Linked DNA regions of Mus musculus: region 1 is linked to region 2. A link is a contact called in public Hi-C data. All regions are on one chromosome and are shown on one strand. Each heading gives the region's core, a stretch centred on a gene start, on an enhancer-like site or on the middle of the called end of the contact. The rest is flanking DNA. Distances are from core to core; before and after follow the strand shown. Region 1 overlaps Rapgef4 (Rap guanine nucleotide exchange factor (GEF) 4). Region 2 holds the start of Gm36857 (a long non-coding RNA gene).

Region 1 (6,682 bases), core at 2,704-5,203, 440 kb after region 2:
CCTGTCTCATTCTGCTGACATTCTGCAGGGCTGGTGTGTGCGCAGAAAGCAGGAAAAGAAGCCCACAAACACCCCAAACCAAAACCTTTGCTTGAACATTTATTTTTTATTTTATGTGCATGGGTGTGTTATTCCTGTACGTATGTGTGCACCATGTGTACGCCTGGCTTCCTAGGAGGCCCTGAAGCTGGAGTTATAGACAGTTGTGAGCTACCATGCGGAAGCTGGGACTTGAACCTGGTTCCTCAGGAAGAGCAGCCAGGGATCTTAACTGTCGAGCCTTCTCTCCAGCCCTGAAGTTCTACCTCCTGATGGAAATGGCAAAACAATTGTGGTCATCTTTAATCCTCCTCTTTTATAGAGCAAAAATGTTACTATGATAGTTTAGATGCTTGTACTATTGACATCATGTTTAATTACAAAGAAGTCAGCCACCATTTCTCAAGTATTTTTTCTTTTTCCTCTTTTTCCCCTATCTGTAGCTTCTATCACAGGTGTACTCAACTCTCTTGGTTTTGTCCCACAGGCCACTGAGTCTCTGCTCATTATCGCCAGCCTCTTTGTTTACTGACATTTTTTCTCTACAGTAGACAATTTGCTCTTAATTCCATATGGTGTGTGGTTTTTTAAAAAGCCTTTTGTATTTTTAAGCCTTAGAATTCCCATTTGTGTTAAAAACAAACAAACAAACAAACAAACAAACAAACAAACTTTAAAGCTTTTACCACTGCTGTTTCTTGTCTGTTCATTCACTATGTCAACCTTTTCCTTTAAATTCTTGAGCACATTTACCATGGCCATTCTAATGTTCTTTCTTGCTATTTTCCACATCTCTAGATCTGTTTCTACTTTTCCATTTATCTGGATTTATAGTATTTTATGATGGAGTATTATTAGACATTTTGAATGTTATGATAATGGAGAGGTTGGTTTTTCTTTCTTTTTTAAAAAGAAGGCCAGCTTATACTCTCATAGGTAGCTAATTTACTGACTGATAACTTGATTCTACCAGGCTTATTTTTAGACCTTGTCTGGAGAAGTCTATGGTGTGGGCTGGAGTACTGTTTGGGGAGTCTGAGTTGAATGCACGAGGTGTGGTTGGAGAACTCTGTCCTTTTCGGCTGTTCAGAGCTCCTGGTTCTGTGAGAACGCCTGACCTATAGGATCCTGAAGAACTCTTCTATAAAGCTGTGCTCAGCCAGACCTCTCCAGCCTGTGCATGTGCAGCTAATGATTCCATAAGGCCCCACCCTCAGTACACTCCTTCCATGGCCTATTCTGTGAGTCACTTCACTGCAAATTGCCACTACCGGCCCAGTGAGTCCACCATGCCTCCTCTTTGCCCGTGGTTCACATAGAACATCAGCAAACAACAAGACAGTTATATGACTCCTTCTTTCCCTCTTGTGTTTCTCTTCTTGCTTGGACCACAGTCCAGTGTTGCCTGTTATCTATTTTCTGAAAGCAGGTGCTTTGTGTATTTGCTCAATTTCTATTTGCTCTGCAAGAATTAGTCTGGCACGCCATCACAGTGTGAAGTGAAAGTTTTTCTTCCTTTAATAGTAAAACGAGAGGTGTGTGTGTGTGTGTGTGTGTGTGTGTGTGTGTGTGTGTGTGTGTGTGTTTGTGTGTGGTTAAACTCAGGACCCACATTGATAACATGTATTCTAACACCAAATTATGCCATAGATTTTTATTTTCATTTTTAGATAGGGGATCACTAGCCTTGGCTTGTTTAGAGCTTGATATGTAGACCAGGATGGTTTCAAACTCACAGGTATCCCCCTGCCTCTTCCTTCTGAGTTCTGGGATTAAAGATGTGGCATCATGCCCTGCTAGAATATTTTAATAAATAAAACTTTCCTATTAGGAAAAACAACCAAATGAATTGTCATTCTCTGTGGTACTTAAATGACCATTCTGGATTATCCAATATGAACATTGGTTAGCCTGTGTCTTAGTTACTTTTCTGTTGCTGTGAAGAGAGATCATGACTAAGGCACCTTATAGAAGGAAGAATTTTTGGTGTTATAGTTTCAGAGTATAAGTCTATGACCATTATAGCAGAGAGCTGGGCGGCAGGTAGGCAAGCATACTGCTGAAGCAGTAGTTAAGAATTATTTTGGGTGCACAAGCAGGAAGCAGAGAACTAACTGAAATGGTGTGGGCCTACACCCAGTTACACACCTCCTCCAGCAAGGCCACACCTCTCAATCCTTCCCAAACAGTTCCACCAACTGGGGACCAAGTATTTAAATACAGAAGTCTATGGGAGCTATTCTCATTCTAACCACTACAACCAGCCACACCTATCAGGGCTGGGCTTGGCTGTTGCTCACTTCTCCTTTGGGTTCACCAGGGGCACCAGTAGCAGGTGTTGAGAGATACTTGGTGCTGGATGGGGAGGCAGAAATATGCAAGGAATATTCCATGAAGAGCTGGGATCAAAACAAATGGCTAAGAAGGTCCATGGCTTCATAACTAATTCAGAAACCACTTTTCTCTTAGTAAGATTCCCAACCAGCTGGTTCAGTTTGCTAGTCTTTTTCAAACCTTTCCTGCTGAAAATCTATTTCCTTCTTCTGATGCCTCTGATTATGTGTCCCATGCTTAGGATAGGCCTAGATGATTCTAGCCAGAAAATTACTGGCCCAGGCTAACTAATGTCAGTTTTCTTGCCTCAGTATAGACAAGACTTTATGACCCTAAGTGATACTGCCGTAGACTATTGGCTTAGATATACAACATATGGAATAGCATATAGAATAGAATATACAATTCCACAGCATAGAATTCATGCTTCCATTCTCATTGCTTAAGAATGGGATAATTAGTAGACAGGTATGTACCTCATACCTGTAACCTAGCACTGGGGAGGTAAGAGCAGGAAGATTATAAATTCAAAGCCAACCTGAACTGCTTAGACATTCCAGTTTGGTCTATGAGACCTTGACTCCAAAACAGACAGATGACAGACAGACAGATAGACACACACGCAGACAGACAAACAAACAAGAAGCAAGCAAAAAAAAAAAAAATTCAGGAGCACCTGACTCTCGCACCAGCCTCATGAGACTCTCTCGCTGACTCTTCTGTGAATCACCTCCAGAAAAAGTCACTAGTTCTGTTTTAGCCTGAAACATTTTTTAAAAAGCATCTGTTACCTGACTCATCGTGGACACTCTTCCAGAATGTAAAAGATTAAACGAAACTGTCTTTTACCCTAATGCTAGCAGGACAAGCATATTGTAGTACTCTGCTCTGTGTGCATTTGGGGTGGTCTACTTCAGCTGACATCTGCAGAGCCTGTGGCTGAGGGTGTGTGCATGGCCTGATGGTGCTGTCCTGACCTCAGATACTAAGGCACAATCAAGAGATGTTTGGAAGTGGGCTTCTGAAATTGATATAGCCTTTTATTTTCTTTACTGAGGACCAACCTTGTACGTGCCAGGCAAGTGATCTACCTGAGCTACATCTTCATCCCCTAGACAAGGCTGTACTTTGATTTTGTATTGTGGTTTAAATCTGAAGAAACAAAAGACTGCACGGAATGTGGTCAAAAGACCTCCCTCCCTCCCCATTCACTCACAAATGCCAGATGTGATTTAAGCCTTACCTGGTCTCCAGGTAACAGTGAGATTTTTCAAGGGCCACAGAGCAGTGGCTTTCAGTCCCCTGTGGAACCTGTGACATAGTGGCTGTATCCAACGGGGAGGTGAAGGTATATGGGCCTCCTAACCTTTGTTCAAGGCCAAAATGGTGGTCTTCATGATCCCCAGCCACAATCTCTGATCTCATTTTTGTTAGAAATAAGTTCAGGGTCACAAAGAGACCACCACCACTCCAGTTAGTGTCTCAACAAGGCAAAGCTTGACTTCTCATCAGAAGGGTGAACTACTCATGAAAACAGATCAGGGACACAGGGACAGGAAGTTGACTCAGGATTTTAGTCTAATGTAAGCGGTGACTGTGGCTTTTTCCCATTGGCTGGGATCTGACTTCACTGTGTTTCATGACTGGCTACTTTAAAAGAATTGTCACAGAGAAAATGAAGGCAAGTGGGAAGGAGCAGGACACTTAAGTCATTTATAAGTTCCAAGAATGAATGAATAAGGGTTCTCTCTCTCTCTCTCTCTCTCTGTCTCTCTCTCTGTCTCTCTCTCTCTCTCTGTCTCTCTCTCTCTCTCTCTCTCTCTCTCTCTCTCTCTCTCTCTGTGTGTGTGTGTGTGTGTGTGTGTGTGTAAGTAAGTGTAGAAAGGATGGTGTTGCTTAAAACATTTGCATTTGGGGTTTGCAAGGTGTGGTAAGAGGAAAATATTTACATAAAAGCCTTAAAAAACAGGAGAGATAGTAAGGTTTGAATTCCTTGTTGCAAACAAAAGTTTTCTAGCGGTTGACAGAAAAGACTAATGTTTACTGTTTCTTAAATTTGAACCTTGAAGGGCACTTTCCTTTTCACTATTTTATAGAGATGTAAAATCAGGTAGGCTGTATTAAAAATCAGGCATTTCCATCAGCCTGCCCTCAGGGATCTAGCAGAGCTTATGTAATCACTTGCTGCCAGATGTGCCGGGGGTGCCAGGTGTGCCAGGTGTGCCATGCATAAAAGGGGTGCCACCCCAGCTCCCTCTCTGTCAATTTCTCTCTCTCTTTCTCTCAATCTCTTCCTCTCTCCTCCCCTCTCCTTCCTTCCCCCTTTGCTCCCCTACTCTCTCTGTCTTGTTCATTCTCTCTCTCATTCCCTATCTGTTTGTCTGTCTGCCTGCCTGTCTCTATCTTACCATCATGTCCACACTCCAAGACAGCCTTTTGCTCCCTCTACTTCTCTAATAAACCTCTTAGACTAGATCTGTTTCCTGGCATCATTTCTTAGTGACACACCTGCCTTGGCATGGCCAGCCAAAGGTACCCACCTTCACAGCATTTATCCTATCAGACTGGCTACTAGGCAGCAATCTGCAAACCCTGTGGCCTCTGCTTCTTAGTGGCAAATGCATAGCCATTGGAAGGGCTGGAAAGACCTTGCCAGGCCTTGGGTAGCTATGAGCACACTGACAGAATCAAGCATCACAGAAGACAAAGGAAAATTTTGGGTAACTGAGTTGAGGGGTGTGTGTACATGTTTATATATGTGCTCCTATGTAGGGATCCCTGTATCAGCTTGTGTATATGTGTATACATAGGTGTGCATGCATGTGTGTAGTGAATGGATGGGCAACTGGCAGGGGGAGGAGTCAGGAGGTTAGGACTCTCTAGGGAGAAAACTGAAGTGATAACAGAAACTTTACAGATGCAGTTGCTAACAGTGTTGCTATAGTTACAAAAGGAGAAATGAGAAGAAGTGTTTTATTTGTTTGTTTGTTTTAAAGCTTTAGGGCTTTTAAAACAAAGTACTCATGAGATCTTGCTAGAATTTTAGCCATAGTGACACCTCCTTCTTTTCTGAACTCCTTTCCCCTTGACTGGGAACGGCTGTATGTGCACAGATGCCCCTCACTCTGGGCACACAAGTCATGGTCTGTATGGCACTAGATAGCTTTACTTCCCTCCTTAGTAAATATATGCAGATTGAGTGAACCGTCATCAACTCCTTCTTTCTGAATTTCATTGACATTGTTGGAAAAACTTGCAATTAGGAAAGAGTAAATAGTGTTCTGAGTGGTTAATAATTGTATAATTAAGACGATAACCTGATAAGTGGCAAACATCTTGAGTTTCAAAGACCTTTGACACCTCTACATCATCGCTGCATTATAAATACACATGATTTCAGCATACTGACTTATGTGTCTAAATGTTTTTGAGTGTAAAATGGGATTCATTATTCTTGCTTTCTCTAATAGGCCACGATGATCAAAAATTTCCATTAGTGTCAAAACTCTTTGTAAAGCTAAGTGTTATAAAGACTGGGGTTGTTAAGTATGTATTGTTTAAGATCTTATAGCTATAATAGAAAAGAATACACACATGTCTAAAGATCCTACAAAAGGCACACAGTATGCTAGAGTATATCTCAAGCTTTGTATTCATTGCTTTCTTTAGACACTGTGTGTGTGTTACATTTATGTGCTTATGCATATCTATGTGTGTGTGTAGGCCAGAGGCCAACGCTCAATGTCTTCCCCTGTCATTCTCTACCCTAATTTTTGAGACAGAGTCTCTCACTGGATCTGGATCTCACCTTATCCACAGACCATTTTCTCAGCCCCTCCTTAGATTTTTAAAGGTCATGACAGCTAATGATCATATTGATGATGGTACTACTATGACTAGCTTCTGTAGCCTTGTGTAATTTATAAAGGTCTCATGAGTTATTATAGTTTTGGTAATTGCTCATTAAGGGAGGGAAATATCTTTTTTTTTTTAAACATCATCTCCTTGTTAAAATGAAGAGTCAAACTGAGCTACAAAGTCATTTTAATTCAAGTGTATTTCACTAACCTTATGCCCAGTGTTCTGGAACACATACACTAATCCTTGGGAGACATTTGAGATGGAAACAGTGGGACTAGCAGATCTGGTACAGGGACCAGCGAGTGAAGCTCTGGGTCAGAGCTGGCAGAGTGACAAGCATGCATCAGGCTCTGAGTCCAGTTTCCAGTACTGCATAATCATATACACATACAAACACACAGACACAGAAACAGACACAAAACAAATAAATGCAACTTATAATTTTTTA
Region 2 (6,607 bases), core at 5-2,504:
GTTTTCTCTGAAAGCCTCCAAGCCAGAGCTGGGATACAGCTCTAAAGTCTTGTGTGGGGTAGTCTGAATGAAGTCTGTGTGAACTCCAGGTCCCTAGTTGGTGGCGCTTTTTGAGAAGGTTTAGGTGGCACGGAAGCAGTTTTTGAGAGTTTAAAATCCTCTGTCGTTTCTAGTTAGCTTTCCCCGCTTCCTGCTTGGGTTTGAAGATGTGAGCTTTTCCTTCCTGTTCAGACTATTACGCCTCCATTTCACTCATGCCTCCACATTTGTGGACTCCGATCCCTCTGGAACCGAAAGCCCAAATAAACGTTTTTTTCCTCTAGAAGTTGCTTTGGTGATGATGTTTTATCCCAGCAGCACCGAAGTAACTAATACAAGGTGTCTTCCTTCTCCTTGGAGCTTTGTGGGGAAAGTGAGCAGCGAGGTGCTGAGATTGACCAGCTGGGCCCTGATTGGTTGAATCTCTCATATCCATCCAATTAGGGGAGAGCTGTTGAAAGTTAGCATCAAACCGGTGGTGGTGGCGCACGCCTTTAATCCCAGCACTCGGGAGGCAGAGGCAGGTGGATTTCTGAGTTCGAGGCCAGCCTGGTCTACAGAGTGGGTTCCAGGACAGCCAGGGCTACACAGAGAAACCCTGTCTCGAAAAACAAAACAAAACAAACAAACAAACAAAACAAAAAATAAAGAAAGAAAGTCAGCATCATTTCTGGTTGTTGATTGTTTTTTGGTGGCTTTTTTTTTTTGTCATCGCGTCTCCCCCCACTCCCCCCCATATCCCCTGTGGCTGTCAGAAGCTTGACAATAGGGGTTTTGTTTTTCTCTGTATCTCCCTTTCCTCTAGGCTTGAGTTTCCTGTCTATCAGAGAGTCTTGTCCTCCCTGAGTTTGATGCCTGAAGCTCTTTCCATCTGCAGAGGGTCAGGCAGGGTAGGGCCTGCTCTTTGGCAGCCTGGAGGTGGATACTTTGATAGAAACCATCCCATACCGAGGAGGGTTGCTGTTTCCAGACAATGAGCGGAGGGATTGTTAGGTTTCTGAGTGTTAAGAGTGGTTAGCTGTACTTGTTCAGCATTTAGCCTTGTGTATGTCTCCTTCCATGCATCTAATTTGTACACATACATACCGTTAGTTTTGTTTTATCTTTGTTCTTGAGACATGTGTTTCAGATTGACTTACTTAGATGTAGCTGAGGCTGAGCCCGAGTGCCCGACCCTCTCACGCCCATCTCTTCCGTGCTGGGACTTTGAGCACGAGTCACCATGTCTGACCTTTATTACTATTTGTTCACTGTGAAGTCCACGGAACAGAAAATGAGCATGATAGAGCGAGGCAGAGAGGCAGCTGTTCAGAGGACCCCAGTTTACTGTTTACAGTTTAGCTGTAACATTTTAGCATCGTAATGGCGTCCTTCTGCTACGGAGAATTCAAATTTGGTTTATTTAAAGCTCCCGCGGCAATCTGACTTAAGATGCCTTACTCATTTTCAGTAAAGTATCTCCTCTTAGTACCCTTTACTGTCTGTCCACTCCACCCTTGAAGAAGGACAAGAACCTGGTTAGAGACAGAAGCCACTCTCCACCCAACAACACATTCAAAGGCATCCCAGCCATGCCAGGAAGCTCAGAACTCTAGAATTCCACCTTTGGCCTCTATGGGCACCTGAACACACCTACATAAATACATGAACATAATTTAAAATAATAAAAAACCTTATTTTTTATTACTTTTTAAAATAGTCCAGCCATGGTACTCTTCCCTGTTCCCCCCACCCTCAGTGCCCCACCCCATTCCTCCTCCCTCCAGTCTCCAAGAGAATATCCCCCTCTCCCCAACTGTCCCCTGCCAGGCTTTTCCACACCCTGGGGCCTCAAGTCTCTTGAGGGTTAGGAGCGTCTTCTCCCACTGAGGCCAGACCAGGCAGCTCTCTGCTGTATATGTGTCAGGACCTCCGACCAGCTGGTGTTTGCTGCTTGATTGGTGGCTCAGTATCTGAGAGATCCCAGGGGGCCAGGTCAGTTGAGACTGCTGGTCTTCCTATGGGGTCACCCTTCTCACCTTCCAGCTTTTCCCTAATTCAACCACAGGGGTTCCTTGTCTTCTGTCCATTGGTTGGGTGTAAGTATCTGCATCTGTCTCAGCTGCCTTTTGGACTTCTGAGAGGGCAGCCATGCTAGGCTTCTTGTCTGTAAGCACACCATAGCATCAGTAATAGTATCAGGCCTTGGGGGCCTTCCCTTGAAATGGATCCCAAGTTGGGCCATTTACTCGAGTGCCTTTCCCTCAGTCTCTTCTCTGTTGTTGTCCCTGCAGTTCTTTTAGACTGGAACAATTCTGGGCCAGAATAACAATCTTATTTTTAAGTAACACTGTAGTAGGACCGACTGGAGTTCCTTACTAATAAAGAAAGGCGTTAGCCTAGAGAGAGCTAAGCTTGGGGGTGGTTTTCATTTCATTTGCTTAGCACAGAGATGCTATAGTTATCATGATTTTTTCTTAGCCTTGACCATCACATAAACTGGAAGAATTTTAAATGCCTTTGAAGTTGTAAAAGTAGCACAGAAGGAAATCAGGCACAAATAAAACTCCTATCCCTAGACATGACAGCGTCTTTTAGCTCATTCCAGAGACTTCCATGTACTTGCAATTAGGCATGTATATTTTCATTAAACATGTAAGATCGGACTGTATGCTCTGTAGCTTGCCTTTTTTGCACTGGTACCATATTGCAGAGGGTTTCCCTGGACATTGTAGATAGAGGGCCTTCGTTCTGCACAATGATCTACTATATGGCTGTGGACAAATCTATTCCGGAGGATTTCATAGCATTTTACAAGGCACCATTCCCATTGTCCTTTCTACGGCCAGAGACCAGTGGCTCCGAGGTGTGTCAGCCGTTGGCCACCGATGGAAGATGCAGCAGAGCTACTGTGTCATTAGGGATTTCCTAGAGGGAGAAACATTCCCTCAAGGCTGAGTCAGAGCCGGAATCTGGTCCCACTACTTCCCGCATGGTCCTTGCTGTGGTTAACCATAGAGGTGGCTCATTGTTGAGGGTTTGGCAAATGTCTGAGAAAATTACAAGGCTGTGATGGCCTCCCTTCTAGCCGTAGCTACACAGGAATCCACACTAATCTCACAGGATGACTGGCAACTTCTGTCTCCAGCCATCCAAGAAAGCTCGCTGCTGTCTTTCGTTGGATTGTGGCAGCTGTGGGTGTCTGGTCTGCCATCAGAGGATCGGTATTTCGTTTATACTTAGTTTGAAAATGTTCATATTAGATTCAATTGTACCAAATATCTGTCTCTTTCTTACTACGTAGTCTCAGGGCTGTCCAAACAGGCAGGATAACCTCACTAGGGTAGGCCGAGATGCCGTCAAAGCAAAGGAGCCTGACTCGGTTCTTTTCTCTACTCCTGCTTCTGCGTGGCCAGTTTATGTACCACCCTCTTCATCTCCTAAGCCACAGGGAGGACTTTATTTAAACTTGACCCCACTGCTAGAGACTCCAGCCTAGCTAAGTGTGTAATAGAGAAACCCAGGAACTGCAATCTCATCTGGAAGGAGTCTCCTCTCTCTTGCTTTGACCTATATTTCTCTTTTTCTGCCTTCATTGTCCTTCTTTCATGGCTTTGCCTGCAGAAAATCTGTCTTTCTACACACCCCCCTCTCCCGCCACCATGGTGAGTTCAATCTCTGGGCATCAAACAGAAAGATGCCTCCATGTCTGCCGAGTGTCCCAGCTGCCCGGTATATCTTACTGTGGCCGTGCTTGGAGGTGCTGGTAGGCAAGGATTGCCTCTTTTTCACCACATACCACGCTTCTCCTAAGCTGTCCATTCTTCAGCACTAGGACGATACTTGGCTCGAAGCACAGAGATGCTCTGTGATTGTGAGATGATGAATCTGTATAGTTCAGTGTCTTCCTGTGGATTTAGCTTCACAGTCTGAAGTTGCTAGCATCATTTTTAGAACTATCAAATTTATTCCATTCACTGATGCTTGGATTTTGATGATGCATTAATTTATTTATTTACTTAAAAAACAACAACAACAACAACAACAAAACCCAAAACCAAACCAAACCAACCAACCAACCAACCAAACAAACAAACAAAAAAAAACCCAGGGTTTTTCTGTGTAGCCCTGACTGTCCTGGAACTCACTCTGTAGACCAGGTTGGCCTCAAACACACAGAAATCTGCCTTCTCTGCCTCCTGAGTGCCGGGATTAATGGCCTGTGCCACTACCGCCCTGCAAGGTTGTATGTGCCAATTATCCTTGTTTGTTTGTTTGTTTGTTTGTTTGTTTGTTTTGCTTTGCTTTGCTTCCAGAGCTGAGGACCAAACCCAGGGCTTCATGCTCACTAGGCAAGCACTCTATCACTGAGCTAAACCTCCAACTCTGGTGATGCTTTTAAATGTAAGAAAAGTTATTTATTTATTTATTTTACTTATTTTGGATGGAGTCTCATATAGCCCAAGCTATCCTTGAATTCACTATGCAGTAGAGAATGACCTTGAAATTCCAATTCTCCTGCCTCCACTGCCCTGGTACCAGAATTATAGGCATAGCAACACACTCAGTGATGCTTTAACATCTTAGAACTGTTCACATTTTAAAATGAAAGCTTCCCCTGTCTTCCAAACGCCTTAAAAGCAACAGATGATAGCTTTAGCTGTATAGGAATGGATCCAATGTACATCTAAGATGTTTAGTAAATTCTAAAGTCAGAGGGAAGAGAAAAATAAAAGCAGTAAACAGACCCAGGAAATAGCATCTTGCCATGTCAGGGTATGGTCCTCGTTTTACCAGGATATAATTTAGACTCTAGAAACCCTCCTGAGCCGCTCTCTTCAACAAAGGAACAACTTGCAATTTACCAGGAGAGTGGCACGCACTCACCTCCCTGGGTGGTTGCGGTGCCAAGCCTGGGAGGGCTGATAGGAGGAGCGCATGCGCGCTGAGGAAAGGCTGTTTGCTCTAGTTCACACAGCTCATGCGGCCCGCGTTAGACAGGCGCCTCTTCTTTGGGGGTCTCTGGCTGTGGCATCCTTCCCCTGCTGACTGAACAATTTCTCCAAAGCTGTCCTTTTATGGTCTTCCTGAGACGCTGTAGCCCCCTTATGTGGCTTTCACGACTTCAACATTCAACTTTGACTCTGTCTTCTAGAGGCTTCTGGGGAAACTCCATTTCTCAGGTTGGAAGAAACTGGACTTCTATATTCAGGGTCTTCTACCTTACTTTCTGTGACTTCTATCTGGTGACTAATTTTAGGTCGCACTAGCTCTCCTCTCAAGGGATTGCGTGATTGATTTTCTCATCGTTTTCTTTAGGTAGCCCCATATGAGGTCCAGGGCTTTCTCGAGAACGTCATTTAATCTCTTCAAGTCTTATACTCAATTACAATTTTACCCATTAAGTAAAACCTGTACTCATTAGGGAAAAATCAGAATTCAAAGAAAACAGAAGCCATAATTTTAAAAAGCATCAAAACATTTAGGGTTATTTCCCTTTGAAAATGATTTATTTCTATACCCTTTTAATTTTAATATTAGCTTCTGCCTTGATTTTTGTTTTACCAACTCAGCTTGATATCAAGAGCATGCTACACATTAGTAAGGGTTCTTATAAGCTCTTTGAATGCTATCTACTATTCAATCTATGAGAACTTGCCTGCTTACTTCTGACTGTCCACCTTGGGTAGGTGGTTTTTGTGCTGGTCACTTAAATCTTGTGTGTTCCCTTTCTGTTTTCTTGGTACAGAGTCTAAAAATTAGAATTATTAGTTGAAGATGTAGCCAGCCAGCCTCCCACTCTCCCTCCCACCCCCACAGTCTGAGGCACTTAGGTAGGCTAGGCCCATTGCTCCACACCAAGCTTCTGCTATGGTTAAAACAAACAGTCTTAATTTTACATTGTGGTCAAATATAAGTAACATGAAGTTCGCTGGTTTAGCCAGTTTGAAATGTGTTTTTCAGTGGCGTGAAGGGCATTCAGATGGGCATGGTGACACACATCCTAGTCCTACGGCTTACGATGCTGAGAAGGGAAGGTCACAAGTTTGAAACCAGCCTGGGCTACAAAGTGAGTTCCTGGAAAGCCAGAGCTACGTAGTGAGGCCCTGTCTCAAAAACAAAACAAAACAAAAAATGAAACACAAAGTATTTAATCAGCTGAAGGCCAGTTTGTCCACTACCATATTGTCTACAGTTTCTTAAAAATTTCCCACATGTTTTCTTCTCAAAATGTATGCTCTCTGTTGACCCATCTTCAGCTTCACTGATCTGTGCTTCAGAGCTCTACAGCTAGACTTCCAGGCACTTGTGAGCAGGAGAAGTTGGTGTTGGGAACAGATCTCCAGTCCTTTGCAAGAGCAGTACACACTCCTAACCACTAGGCCATCTCTCCAACTCTTGTCAACTCCTGGGCCTGCCCTAATCTGAATTGTAAGCTCCACTCATGTATTCTTCATAACATTACCTACTGCGTCATCATCTCCAGACTTCTGTGTGGCTTCCTCTGTCTTTGTTGATAGTCACTATTCTGGCAAGACAGCTTTTGAATACATTCTCTTTAGGTTTTTAACACAAAGTTTTGTTTTGT

What was found. Hi-C and Micro-C count contacts between places; a contact is called where the count stands out from the background.
Region 1: a Hi-C map of pancreatic cancer cells shows a contact between it and region 2, with 4 times the contacts expected there. The contact joins two enhancer-like sites. A contact is called at or near these places in 3 of 15 datasets of contacts at CTCF or cohesin (embryonic stem cells, large pre-B cells and pro-B cells), 21 of 484 Hi-C or Micro-C datasets (3T3-L1-derived adipocytes, B cells, the HPC-7 cell line and 8 more), 2 of 115 datasets of contacts at active chromatin or transcription factors (both in embryonic stem cells) and 1 of 9 other capture datasets (embryonic stem cells).

The regions. Positions count from the first base shown.
Region 1 is chr2:72,022,733-72,029,414 of GRCm38.p6, forward strand. All of the region lies in intron 1 of Rapgef4 (Rap guanine nucleotide exchange factor (GEF) 4), which reads left to right. Among named protein-coding and RNA genes, the nearest start is that of Gm52555, 5.1 kb to the left of the region's middle. Within about 2 kb of position 3,954, at least 10 of the 459 cell types and tissues checked have an H3K27ac peak or open chromatin away from gene starts, as enhancers often do. A contact at or near this core is called in pancreatic cancer cells, where this site is marked.
Region 2 is chr2:71,586,232-71,592,838 of GRCm38.p6, forward strand. It overlaps Gm36857 (a long non-coding RNA gene), which reads left to right and starts at 5,098. Exons shown (of 3, transcript XR_374627.3): 1 at 5,098-5,201. Within about 2 kb of position 1,255, at least 1 of the 459 cell types and tissues checked has an H3K27ac peak or open chromatin away from gene starts, as enhancers often do. A contact at or near this core is called in pancreatic cancer cells, where this site is marked.